Linked DNA regions of Sus scrofa: region 2 is linked to region 1. The links are chromatin contacts, called in public HiChIP or PLAC-seq maps. All regions are on one chromosome and are shown on one strand. Each heading gives the region's core, a stretch centred on a gene start, on an enhancer-like site or on the middle of the called end of the contact. The rest is flanking DNA. Distances are from core to core; before and after follow the strand shown.

Region 1 (5,903 bases), core at 1,583-4,082:
GAGATCTGCACTGTCCAGTATGGCTGCAGGAGCTACACGAGGCTGCTGAGCACTTGAAATTTGTTGAGGCTGACCTGAGCTCTAAGTACAATACATACCGGATTTCAAAGCCTTTGAACAGAGACAGAGAAACATCTCACGCATAATTTTTGATACTGCTTTCATGTTTCAATAATAATTTGGACACTGTTAAGTAGATGCATTCCTAATTCCTTTTCCTTCCTTTTTTTTTTTTTTTTTTGAATTTTTACAGCAGCTTTATTCACAGCGGCCGAAACTTGTAAGCAACCAAGATGCCCTTTAGTAAGTGAATCAGCTCTGGTACATCCTAACAGTGGAATATTACGAAGCACTAAAAAGAATTGAGTTGTTTTGCTTTGTTTTTCTTTTCTTTTTTCTTTTTCCTTTTTTAATGAACTTTCCATGTTTTTTAATGTGGCTAATAGCAAATTTTAAATGACACAGGTGGCATGCATTCCACTTTTTGGGACAGCACTGCTTCCGATGGCTCAGGTGCCCACTATTCCTGACACACTGAGTTCCAGTCTCAATGCTCAGGAGTCACAAAATTCCATTCTTCCCTCTTACAGTAGATTATCTCGCCTGTGACCACACACTCTCACACACACGTTAGACCGGAAATATGTTCCCCTCCAAATCTGACGGTTTTGCCTGCCTTTGCCCCCTTCTCTCTCCCTTTTGCCACCGCAAGGGAGGTGCTTCTTCTCTGTCAAAGGCCCTTTCCTCCATGTGCGTGCTGGATCCCAGCCTCCTCCTTCTCAGAGAGACGGTGATCCATGGGTAACCCAACTCTCTCCTGTATCTTCTGCCTCTCCCTTCTGCACTGGCTCCCTTCTAGCAGCATGCCAACATTTCTTTCTTTCTTTCTTTCTTTCGCCACACTCACAGCAGATGGAAGTTCCCAGGCCAGGGACATAGGCCACAGTTGCGGCAGTGCCGGATCCTTTAACACACTGTGCCAGGCTGGGGATGGAACCCATGACTTTGCAATGACCTGAGTGGCTGCAGTCGGATTCCTAACCTACTAGGCCACAGTGGGAACGCCTCCAACAATCTCTAGACTCTTCTAACTTCAAGATGCTACCACCCTCTAACCCTAAAGTCCCATCTAGCTATTCTCTTTCCTCCCTTCACAACAAAATTTCTTAAGAGAGACATTCCTCTCTCCATGTCTTTGCCTTCCAACCACTTCTTCTCTTTTTCTTTTTAGGGCCACACTCCTGGCATATGGAAATTCCCAGTCCAGGAGTCAAATGAGAGCTGTAGCTGCCGGCCAACACCAGAGCCACAGCAACCCGGGATCGGAGCTGTGTCTGCGACCTACCGACCTATACCACAGCTCATGGCAATGCCTGAGTGAAGCAAGGGATCGAACCCACGTCCTCAAGCATCTAGTTGGGTTCCTTACCCCTGAGCCACAATGAGAACTCCCCAACCACTTCTTAACCCACTTCTTTGCAGATTTCATCCCTGTTACTCCTCCAAGACTGCTCTGGTAAAAAATGCCTATGACCTGGAGTTCCTCTTGTGGCGCAGTGGTTAACGAATCCAACTAGGAACCATGAGGTTGCGGGTTCGATCCCTGCCCTTGCTCAGTGGGTTAAGGATCTGGCACTGCCATGAGCTGTGGTGTAGGTTGCAGACGTGGCTCGGATCCCTCGTTGCTGTGGCCCTGGCATAGGCCAGTGGCTGCAGCTCCGATTCGACCCCTAGCCTGGAAACCTCCATATGCCGCGGGAGCGGCCCAAGAAATGCCAAAAAAAGATTAAAAAAAAAAAAAAAAAAGCCTATGACCTTCAAGAGATTAAATTCAAGAGACACTTTCCTGGCTCATCTTCCAGGATCTCCTAATAACAATGAACAGAGCAGACAATTCCTTCAAATATTCTTTTACTTTCCATCAGTTTCTTTCCTTTTTGTAAATACCCCCGTAGCTTCTCCTTCTGATTTCTTGAAATGAGCTCAATCTTTTAAATATACCATCACTCCCCACTAAAAACTTCTTAGTTTCCCTCTTATTTTTAAGATAAAATCCCAAATCCTTACAGACCTACCACGCTCTTCATGAGCTAGTCTGGTCCATGTCCACCTCTCCACTTCTCATGTCTCTGGGTTGCAGACATCCTGCCTTCCTTCTGTTCTCAGAATACAGCACGGCCCTCCTTTTCGTTCTCAGGGACTTTGCAACAGCATCTCATCCTCCCAAGAATGCTTTCCCTCCACGTTACCTTTCTGAGCTATAACTGGTTTAAGTTTGGCCATCACGTCCTCTAATCCCTTAACTGAGTCCCGCCTCCCGGTTCGGCAGCGTTTCTCAATACTCTGGCTGCTTTCCGACTGCACTTCGCTCGGTTGTGACCTAACCCGCCTCCTAACGACTGGGATCTTCCTCTCCATCTGGCTCCCAAATGGTTACCTCCCCACTTATTCTGAACACACCACTTCCCGCCTGAAGGGACGTGCCCAAGCCTGGTCCCGGATTCCGTCCCCGCTTTGCGGTGCCAGCGAGACCTTGCTCCGCTCCGGGGTGGGCGTTCCGGAGCTGAGAGGGAGGAACCAACGAGCGGCCGACTCTCGACCCCGGCCTTGGTTCCCGTGTGGAAGGGCCTGGAGCGGCTGCGACCCCATCCCTGGGGCCCTGGGCCAAAGGCGGGTCCCCCGCGCGATGACAGCAGCCACACGCCGCTCGCTTTACAGACGAGCCCGGGGGAAAAAAAAACCCGGAACAAGTAAAAATCGCTTTCACCTACCGTCCGAACGCGTCCTCGCCTGCCTTCCAATCCGGAAGTGCCGGGGTTGTAGAAGCGGAAGTAGTTGTGCGTCACTTCCGGGCCCCGCCCCCGTCCGGCATCGCGCTGTCGCAGCAGCACGTAGGCCCCCAGGCTGTGACTCCCGCGCTGCTTTCTCCCGGTTTTGTTTCTGGGGTCTTGCGGGGTGGAATAGAGCAAGACCTAAAAATAAGAGAGTGGGACAGAGCCCCTCCATTGACTTGCTACATCATGCTTGCATTCCGTTTATTCAACAGGTTGTTTTTTGTTTTGTTTGTTTTTTGGCTGAGTTCCGTTCATAGTCGAGGGGTGAACGGGGTGGTTAACCCGAGGAAGACGAAGAACAAACACATAAAAAGAATTTAACATTATCATACAAGGAAAATGGAACAGGGTAATGTGATGGAGAAAGACGCGACAGTGAGTGCTAAGCTGGATAGTAGGGAAGGCTCTTGGACAAGTGACATGTGAGTTTTTCCAAATGAAGAGGGTGGGAAAAAATCTACAGGGAAGAGTGTTCCAGGCTGGGAGCAAATAGAGAGGACCTGAACTTGGTTGTTGGAGGAACGGAAAGAAGGCCAGGGTGGCCGAGCACAGTGAATGAGGGGCAGGGCAGTAGGTGAGGTCAGCCGGTGCAAGGTTAAATGGGTAGAGCTAAAGAAGCCTTGAAGATCTATCCTGAGTCTCCCATTTCCACTGAGTCCTGAAGAAACTGAGCTTATGACTGAAAGTAAAGCTGTAAGCAGGCCGTTAAGTCCAGTCCAGTCCATGCCACTCAAACTTTTAGCATTATTGCATAGTAAACATAATCACACCAACAAGAGTTCTCATTTAATCCAATAACAACCCCATGTTTCAGGAATCTTTATTAGGTAGTGTCAGCCTTGCCTTGTGTGTAAGAAAACTAGGGCTTCATGTAACTTGTCCCAGGGGACTTGTGCGGCTCCAGCTAGGATTCAAACTTGGGATCTACTCCAGTATCCTGCTCCTTGCTCTATACCATCTGGCTCCCTCTGTGTGAGCTGCCAAGCATCTTTAATTAAAAAGTGCACAGGAGTTCCCGTCGTGGCGCAGTGGTTAACGAATCCGACTAGGAACCATGAGGTTGCGGGTTCGGTCCCTGCCCTTGCTCAGTGGGTTAACGATCCGGCGTTGCCGTGAGCTGTGGTGTAGGTTGCAGACGCGGCTCGGATCCCGCGTTGCTGTGGCTCTGGTGTAGGCCGGTGGCTGCAGCTCCGATTCGACCCCTAGCCTGGGAACCTCCATATGCCGCAGGAGCGGCCCAAGAAATAGCAACAACAACAACAACAAAAGACAAAAAGACAAAAAAAAAAAAAAAAAGTGCACAACCTGTATTTCTGTGGAAGTCTGGAATTGAAGCAGCTAGATAAGCCATAAGCATACATAAGACACACACACACACACACACACACACACACACACACACACACACACACACACACACACGTCACCACCCAAGGGCTGCTCTTGGATGAGCAGATGCAAGTCTGCCTGGTTTCCTTGGGAAATTTAGTGCTGGTGTTGTCCACTGTTGGTATGTAAGGCTTTGAAGTGCTAGTTTGTTGTCTGTGCAGATTGCTCTGTGGTGAACCCCTTCCCCAGGGCCTTATGGATATTTGTACATTTTTTTATTCAAAGTTTTATTTATTTGATTTTATTGCTTTTTAGGGCCACACCCACAGCATATGGAGGTTCCCAGACTAGGGACTAAATCGGACCTGTAGCTGCCAGCCAACACCACAGCCACAGCAACGTGGGATTCGAGCTGCGTCTCCAACCTACACCACAGCTCAAGGCAATGCCAGATCCTTAACCCACTGAGCAGGGCCAGGGTTCAAACCTTCGTCTTCATGGATGCTAGTCAGATTTGTTAACTGCTGAGCCACGACGGGAACTCCCTATTTAAAAAATTTTAATTGACGGAGTTCCCGTCGTGGCGCAGTGGTTAACAAATCCGACTAGGAACCATGAGGTTGCAGGTTCGGTCCCTGGCCTTGCTCAGTGGGTTAACGATCCGGTGTTGCCATGAACTGTGGTGTAGGTTGCAGACGTGGCTCGGATCCCGCGTTGCTGTGGCTGTGGCATAGGCTAGTGGCTACAGCTCCAATTAGACCCCTAGCCTGGGAATCTCTATATGCCGCGGGAGTGGCCCAAGAAATAGCAAAAAAACAAAAATAAATAAATAAATAAATAAATAATTTTAACTGAGGAGTTCCCACTGTGGCACAGCAGAAATGAATCCAACTGGGAACCATAAGGTTGTGGGTTTGATCCCTGGCATTGCTCAGTGGATTAAGGATCCTGTGTTACTATGGCTGTGGCGTAGGCCAGCAGCTGTAGCTCTGATTCGACCCCTAGCCTGGGAACCTCCATATGCCGCGGGTGTGGTCCTAAAAAGACAAAAACAAAATTATAAATGGCACCAGTTGCACAGATGTTTAAAAAAAATTAATTGAAGTATAGTGGTTTATAACGTATTAGTTTTAGATGTACAGCAAAGTGATTCAGTCTATCTATCTTTTCAGATTCCTTTCCCTTATAGATTATTACAAAATATTGAGTGTAGTTCCCTGTGCTGTACAGTGTGTCCCTGTTGGTTATCTATTTGATACACAGTAGTGGGTATTTGTTAATCCCAAACTCCTAATCTATCCCTCCTTACTCCCCTTCCCCCCTTGGCAACCATAAGTTTGTTTTCTATGTCCGTGGGCCTCTTTCTGTTTTGTATATATGTTCATTGATATGTTTAAAAATTTATCTATTTATTTTGGCTGCACCCACAGCATGTGGAAGTCCCCAGGCCAGGAACCAAACTTGCAACAAGCTGCTGCAGTGACAGTGCTGGATGCTTAACCCGCTGCACCACCAGTGAACTCCTTTTTTTTTTTTTTTTTTTTTTTGATTCCACATATAAGCGATATCACATGATATTTGCCTTTCTCTTCTGGCTTACTTCACTTAGTGTGAGACTCTCTAGGTCCATCCATGTTGCTGCAAATGGCTTTATTTCATTGATATTTGCACATTTAATGAAGATGGTGATTGGGTAAATGACCCCACAAAAGGTTGGAACTAGGAGGTAGACTAGAGATC
Region 2 (5,903 bases), core at 1,324-3,823, 470 kb after region 1:
GTTCATTTCAGTCCACTGGGGCCCTAGGACCCACAAGAGAACAGACCTGTACCCTAACAAAGTCGGAAAGAAGACAGATCGGTAAGATCAAGTCAGCTGTAATTCAGAGCCCAAAACTCACCCACCACTACATACACCAGAGGTGAGATGCTATTTTAAGAAAAGCCTCTGCCATAAATTATAAATTAAAAGAAAAACAGCCAAATTGATACCTTAGCCACTGGTCCTCTACCTCTGATGCGCATCAGAATCACCTATGACTTCTTCTAAAAGGAATATCCAGAGCGTCCTCAAAGACCGAATGAATATCCAAGTCTACCTACTATGAGGCCGGACATCTGAGCAAGAAGGTTCTGCTGGACACCTTTCATTATTCTGGAAACATCACGCAGACAGTATGTATTTGATTTGTCCTAGTAAGACTGTCCAGTTTCACCTCACAAGAAAACAGGCGAGCACAGAAAGCATCATATGACACCCCCCAGAGCAGCAGTCTTTGCTGTCAACCCAGCGAGGAAGAGTACAACTGAGTCATGGGATTTGGGACATTCCAATTTAAGGAAAATAAGAACGCCTGTAGTCACCTAAGACTCTGTCTAACTAGGAATTTAGGAACCTACCAAAGTCTTTGTGACACCAGGAAAAGCATGAGGCAAGGAAGGCTTACATCATCTGCCTCGCCACACACGTGATATAAGAGTGTTTGGGATAAGATATTCACTTTGGTAAAAGGATATTTTCCATTTACATCTTCTATAAATACCCCTTAAGTTTATACCAGGTGGTTAGAGGAAGATGCTGCAGCTCCCCAGGGCAATAGCAAAGAATGTTTCAGTGTTTCTGAGGAGCCTCATTTGCCTGATGCATGACTGTTAAAGGTGCATTTCCCTGCACAACCCTAAATCAGTTTCCACATTTGCATACTCCAGGTTTACTCCAGAATGTTCAACTTAAGAATCACAGGTGGTTGTTCAGTAAATCAGGGGCTCCCACAAGGGTCGGGTTCATAATGCTTCTTGAAATTTACAGCTCCACTTTGCCAGGAGGTTTGAATTCAGGCGACTCCAAGTTGATCCCAAAATTATAAATCAGTATCTCAGAAGAGTATTATTCTATTTTAGTACTTTTACAGCTTACTCTATGTAAAGGGAAGTGCTATTTCTATGCTTTCTATTAAAAATCCAGCAAGGATTTTTAGCAAGGCTCCCTTCTGCAGTAAATGCATCAGTTTTATGAAAACAGCAAACACTTTCCAGCCTAATTTAGACTAACATGTTTACAGGCACTATACTGCCATCCCAAACAAAAGCTCTGGTATATAACCAAGTGCACCTCTCTCCAAAATCACGCACACGCGCGCACACAAACGGTCACTTATGCACAAACCTAGGCCAACTGATTAATTCTAACCACCTAATTAGAATGACAGACTAGCTTGGATCAAATAACAGATAAATTAGTCATGTGAGTACAAATAAAGATAGGAGCATAGTCTTGGAATCAGCTGGACCCCAGTTCGAGTCCTGGTCAGATCATCTTAGGAGGAGCAACCTTGGACAAGGCACCCTAACATCTCTGGGCCTCAGTTTCTCCATCTGAGTAATGGAGTGGCTGCCTCTCCTCTTTGTCTTGGGGGCCAAAGGAGACGATGACTGCAAAGCACCTCCACCGGGGCTGCTCCATAAACAAGCTGTGGTTAGCAGGCAGGAGCCCCCCATCCCTACCTCCGAATCCAAAACACATGAAGCAAAAACTCTAACGGGAAACACAAAGAAAGAGCTTTAATTCTAAAGGTCTCTCGGACTGCGGACTCCTCACCCTCCAGTTCCTCAAATGAATGAATGAGCGTCTAGGAGTGGCTCTGCACACCGCTGTCTCCTAAGAACCACCTCTGCTGACTCGAAGGTAACTGTCTTTCGTCGTCGATTACACACCCACAAGCACACCTGGAGCGAGGCACTCCGGTCGTGCACCTTTCGGCGGAGACGCCGAATCCCGGCGGGTCCGCGATGCCCACAGGCAGCCTCCATTCATTCCCCGCCCCCTACCCTTGACCGCTCTCCTCCAGCCCCGGGACCAGCCCCACCACCCGGCCTCTCCCCTCCGGCGAGGGCCTCCCCCCGCTCTCCGCACCCCGCGGGAACCTGTCACCCCACCAAGCGAGGGGCTGGCGAAGGGGCCCACCTCACCCCTGCCGTCGGCACCGCGGCCTGGGGGGTGCAGCCGTCCCTCCGCCGCCGAGGAGGGCGAGGCGCCGGCCGGGGCCGCCTCTCCTCCCTAGAGACCCTCCAGCCCCGCCGGGCCCGGCCACAGACTGCGAGTAACAAGAGGGAGGGGAACGCTCTCCGAAACCCCCTTCCCGGAGTCCCTTCCCCGGCAAGTGGGCCCCTTGCCCCAGCCCCGCAGGGCCTCCCGGACTAGGGTCATGGTGCCAGGAATGCCCCGAGAAGCCCCCGTGAAAAGGAGGGGGGGACACCCCCATACTCACCCACCGTCTCCTCCCCCTCAGCTGTTTACCTCACAGTTCCTCCAGCCTACAGGGCGCCGCCATCTTGGACGTACAGCACCTCCCCCCGTCGTGAAATGCCCACAGCCGGCGGCAGCCTCCGCCACGAAAAAGAGTCCCCAGCGAGACGTCGCCTGCCCCTCGAGCCCGACGACAGATGACCGCGGCCTGCAGCCCCTTGGGACGGAAGAGGACGTCCTTTCTCATTCCTGACGGTGCTAACCGATCGAGAAAGAACCTAGAAGAGTTTGTGAGGCAGGGGGCGGGGACGGGCGGAAGGATTCCGAAAGGGGGCCGCTGAGAGATCTTGTGACTCCGAAGGAGGCAAAAAGAAGGCCGGCGCGGCGGGAGGAGCCACGCGAGAGAGCGAGGGGCGGGGCGGGTCACGTGGCCGGGCCCGGCGGGAGGGGCCGTGCAAGAGGCGTAAACAAGTTCTCCCGGCTGGGTGTGGTTGTGTGTCTGCTGCTTTTCCGATGCTGTGTCTCCGCTCACAGATCCGGGTGCCCCCGCTCCCGGCCCAGGGTCTCCCCGTTCCCGGCCGCAGAGCTGCGATCTTGTTTCCCAAGGAGCCAGTGGGTACCTCTGTGGAGGAAGGGTCTGCTTTAGATCTTTAAAGGAGTTCATCGCTAGGAAAGGAGCAAAGCTGCACCAGGGCAACCTCTGTCCTTCGCAGAGTATTTGCCAAAGCGCATCTCTGGGGCTGCGAAGAACCACGGTGGCTGCTAACCTCAGGTTGCTAACATTTCCGACGTTATGTGGAAAACCACCCTAAGCAGGGCAGGCATCTTTCGAAGCAGAACCCCTCCATTCGGTGCCTCCTCTGCTTCTTCCTAGCTGTGTAAATCTGCGCAAGTCTTGAGGTCCCTTGAGCCTCAGTTTCTTCCTCTATGAAATGGGCATGGTAACATGAGTGACGGGAGGATTCCTGGAGGAAAAGTATGGAGAGTGTTTAGCACAGTGACCCAGGCCAGGTAAAGGTGATGGTTGGTATCTGAGGCAGGTGATGGTGAGCGCTAGGCACCAAAGCAAAGCAAAGCAAAGAGGTGTGAGAGAGGCCGCAGAGAATGAGGTGACGTCCCACTGTGGGGTCTCAAAAGGCTTTTTGAAAGAGTGGGCCTCCTGCTGGGTTTTAAAAGAAAGGTAGGTTTCATGAAATAGAATCGGGAGAGGCTTCTGGGGAGAAAAGGGTATTCCAGGCCAAGAACCAAAGAAGCAAGCGGCTGGAGGCAATAAATGCTGGGTGAGTTATGGGAATAACAGGTTTGTCATGGGAACCAATTGAGTCACAATGCAAGGCCCCATATGGTTTAAGGGGCCTGCTCTCTGAGTGGTCAGCATGCTGGGTGCTGTCAAGGGGGCTGTCAGAATTCCAAGAGGCCTGGCGAGATCTGGGGTGGGGCTGCTCTTGGCCGGTATGGTGCCTTTGTGAGAAGTAGCAAAAGGCATGCCCTCTGGGCCCACAGCGCACGGGAGCAGAGACCCAGCTGTATTTTGACCCCTTCCCAAGCCTCCTGGGAGCCCTTGAGCAGTGCACAACTTTTCTAACTCTACTGGCTAATGGGGAAGGTGGGCATTGAGCTGGGAGTTCCACCAGCCTAAGAGGTCATGGTTCAGCAGACTAGTCTGAAGGCAGGTTTCTGCCCTTCTGCTAATTGGGGGAGCCTTAGTTTCCTCACCTGCAACATAGGGGTAATAGTCACGCCTACCTGGAGTTCCTGTCATAGCTCAGCGGAAACAAACCGGACTAGTTTCCATGAGGACGCGGGTTCGATCCCTGGCCTCGCTCAATGGGTTTAGGATCTGGCGTTTCAGCAGGCTGCAGCACAGATGGCAGACGCGGCTCAGATTCCACGTTGCTGTGGCTGTGGTGTAGACTGGCAGCTGTAGCTCCAATTCGACCCCTAGCCTGGGAACTTGCATGCGTCACAGGTGCAGCCCTAAAAATAAAAATAATAACAGTAATAATGACAGCTACCTAACCGGGACTTGGGGTGGATTCAGTGAGACAGTTAAGCTGTTACTAGCATAGCATCTATTTCAATACATGTTAGTTTCATTACTTTGTCAGCGGCATTGGCAGGTGGCATCTGGTCACTGGCTGGAATTATGCAGCAAATGCTGACTTCATCTGTGTAACCACCCAGCAGAGTCGGCTTGGGGCACAGAGATGGAAGGGATGGGGGAGGAGAGGGGGTCCGGCTTCTTCCGGTCCTACCCCCAGCCCCAGACCATTGCCCAGGATCAGGCTCCTGCCTTTGCATTAACACCTCGGCACATTCTGGGACCACCAGTGATTGGGAGCCTTAGGTCAAGGGATGGAGCCAAGGGATGGGCGTAGCTCCAGAGCTCCGCCCCAGGAGCCACCCCCGCCGCTTCCCCTTCCCCCAATTTTCCTTGGCTCCCCGTGACCTCATCCTGCTGGAATGCTCTCCTCCTTGGAAGGGAGCAGTGCTCCAGGGGGCCATCAGCCCGCTGTTACTGTTTATACAGTGTCTGGAAGAAGAAGGGTAACTGTTCTTTTCATATGGACCACCAGGGGCTGTGAGAACATGCTGGGAAGCACGGGCAGAGGCAGCCCTGCCACCATCTCTGGCCACTGCCCAGGGGCTGCCTGGATATTTTTTGCTTTTCTGTTTTTATCTTTATTTTTGTTTGTGGCTGCACTCATGGCATGCAGAAGTTCCTGGGCCGGGGTCGAACCCATGCCATGGCAGTGATACCACCAGACCCTTAACCACTAGGCCGCCAGGGAACTCCTCTGGTTTTTTGTCGTTGGCTGAATAGATGTTAATCAGACCACTACCTTCCATGTACGACCCTGGAGCTGCTCCCGTGGCCAGGCTTTCTCCCACCAGCATGTCACCCTGGCTGAGGGTGACAGGTAACAGAAGGGCTGAACCCTCAGAGGCACGTTTCCCCCTCCCCTTCCTGAGGAGGACCAGAGCACGACCTCAAGCCAGAGACACCTGGACCAGGCCCAGCCAACCATGATCCCGGGCATCTGGCCAATGAGATTGGCACAGTTGGACATGTGACTCAAGTTGGGCCAATCAGGGTGCTTCCTTGAGTCTTTGCACATGGACGTTGAAGATTCTGTCTTTCCTCTGGGGTCGCTAACCTGGGATGAGGAATCTGTGACCCTCCCGCCTCCCCTCCATCAAGCTCTGTGGGAGTCCAGCCAAAAGATGGGAAAAGACAGAGAGAAACAGAGACACAGATGGAAAGAGGAATGTAGGGTGTTTTCTGCTCAAATTCCCGAGTTCCCGAGGCCAGCCTCACCTGGGCCAGGAGACAAAAACTGTTTTGGCCAATGCTAGTTTCAGTTGGGTTTTGGTCCCTCACAAACAAAAGGCCTTCCAGATGCCGTGAGATTTGAAGTCCTTTGGAAGGACACCGC

Evidence for each region. HiChIP or PLAC-seq counts read pairs in DNA pulled down with a chosen protein or histone mark.
Region 2: a contact with region 1 is called in an H3K27ac HiChIP or PLAC-seq map of alveolar macrophages. The contact joins the promoter of TSC1 here to the promoter of TTF1 in region 1. A contact is called at or near these places in 2 of 5 promoter capture datasets (fetal skeletal muscle and liver), 10 of 47 Hi-C or Micro-C datasets (alveolar macrophages, embryonic fibroblasts, fetal skeletal muscle and 7 more) and 2 of 2 datasets of contacts at active chromatin or transcription factors (alveolar macrophages and skeletal muscle).

The regions. Positions count from the first base shown.
Region 1 is chr1:272,209,672-272,215,574 of Sscrofa11.1, forward strand. It overlaps TTF1 (transcription termination factor 1), which reads right to left and starts at 2,833. Exons shown (of 12, transcript XM_021070753.1): 1 at 2,772-2,833.
Region 2 is chr1:272,683,375-272,689,277 of Sscrofa11.1, forward strand. It overlaps TSC1 (hamartin), which reads right to left and starts at 2,574. Exons shown (of 24, transcript XM_021070814.1): 1 at 2,493-2,574. LOC110256471 (a long non-coding RNA gene) reads left to right here and starts at 2,843. Exons shown (of 3, transcript XR_002338027.1): 1 at 2,843-3,746.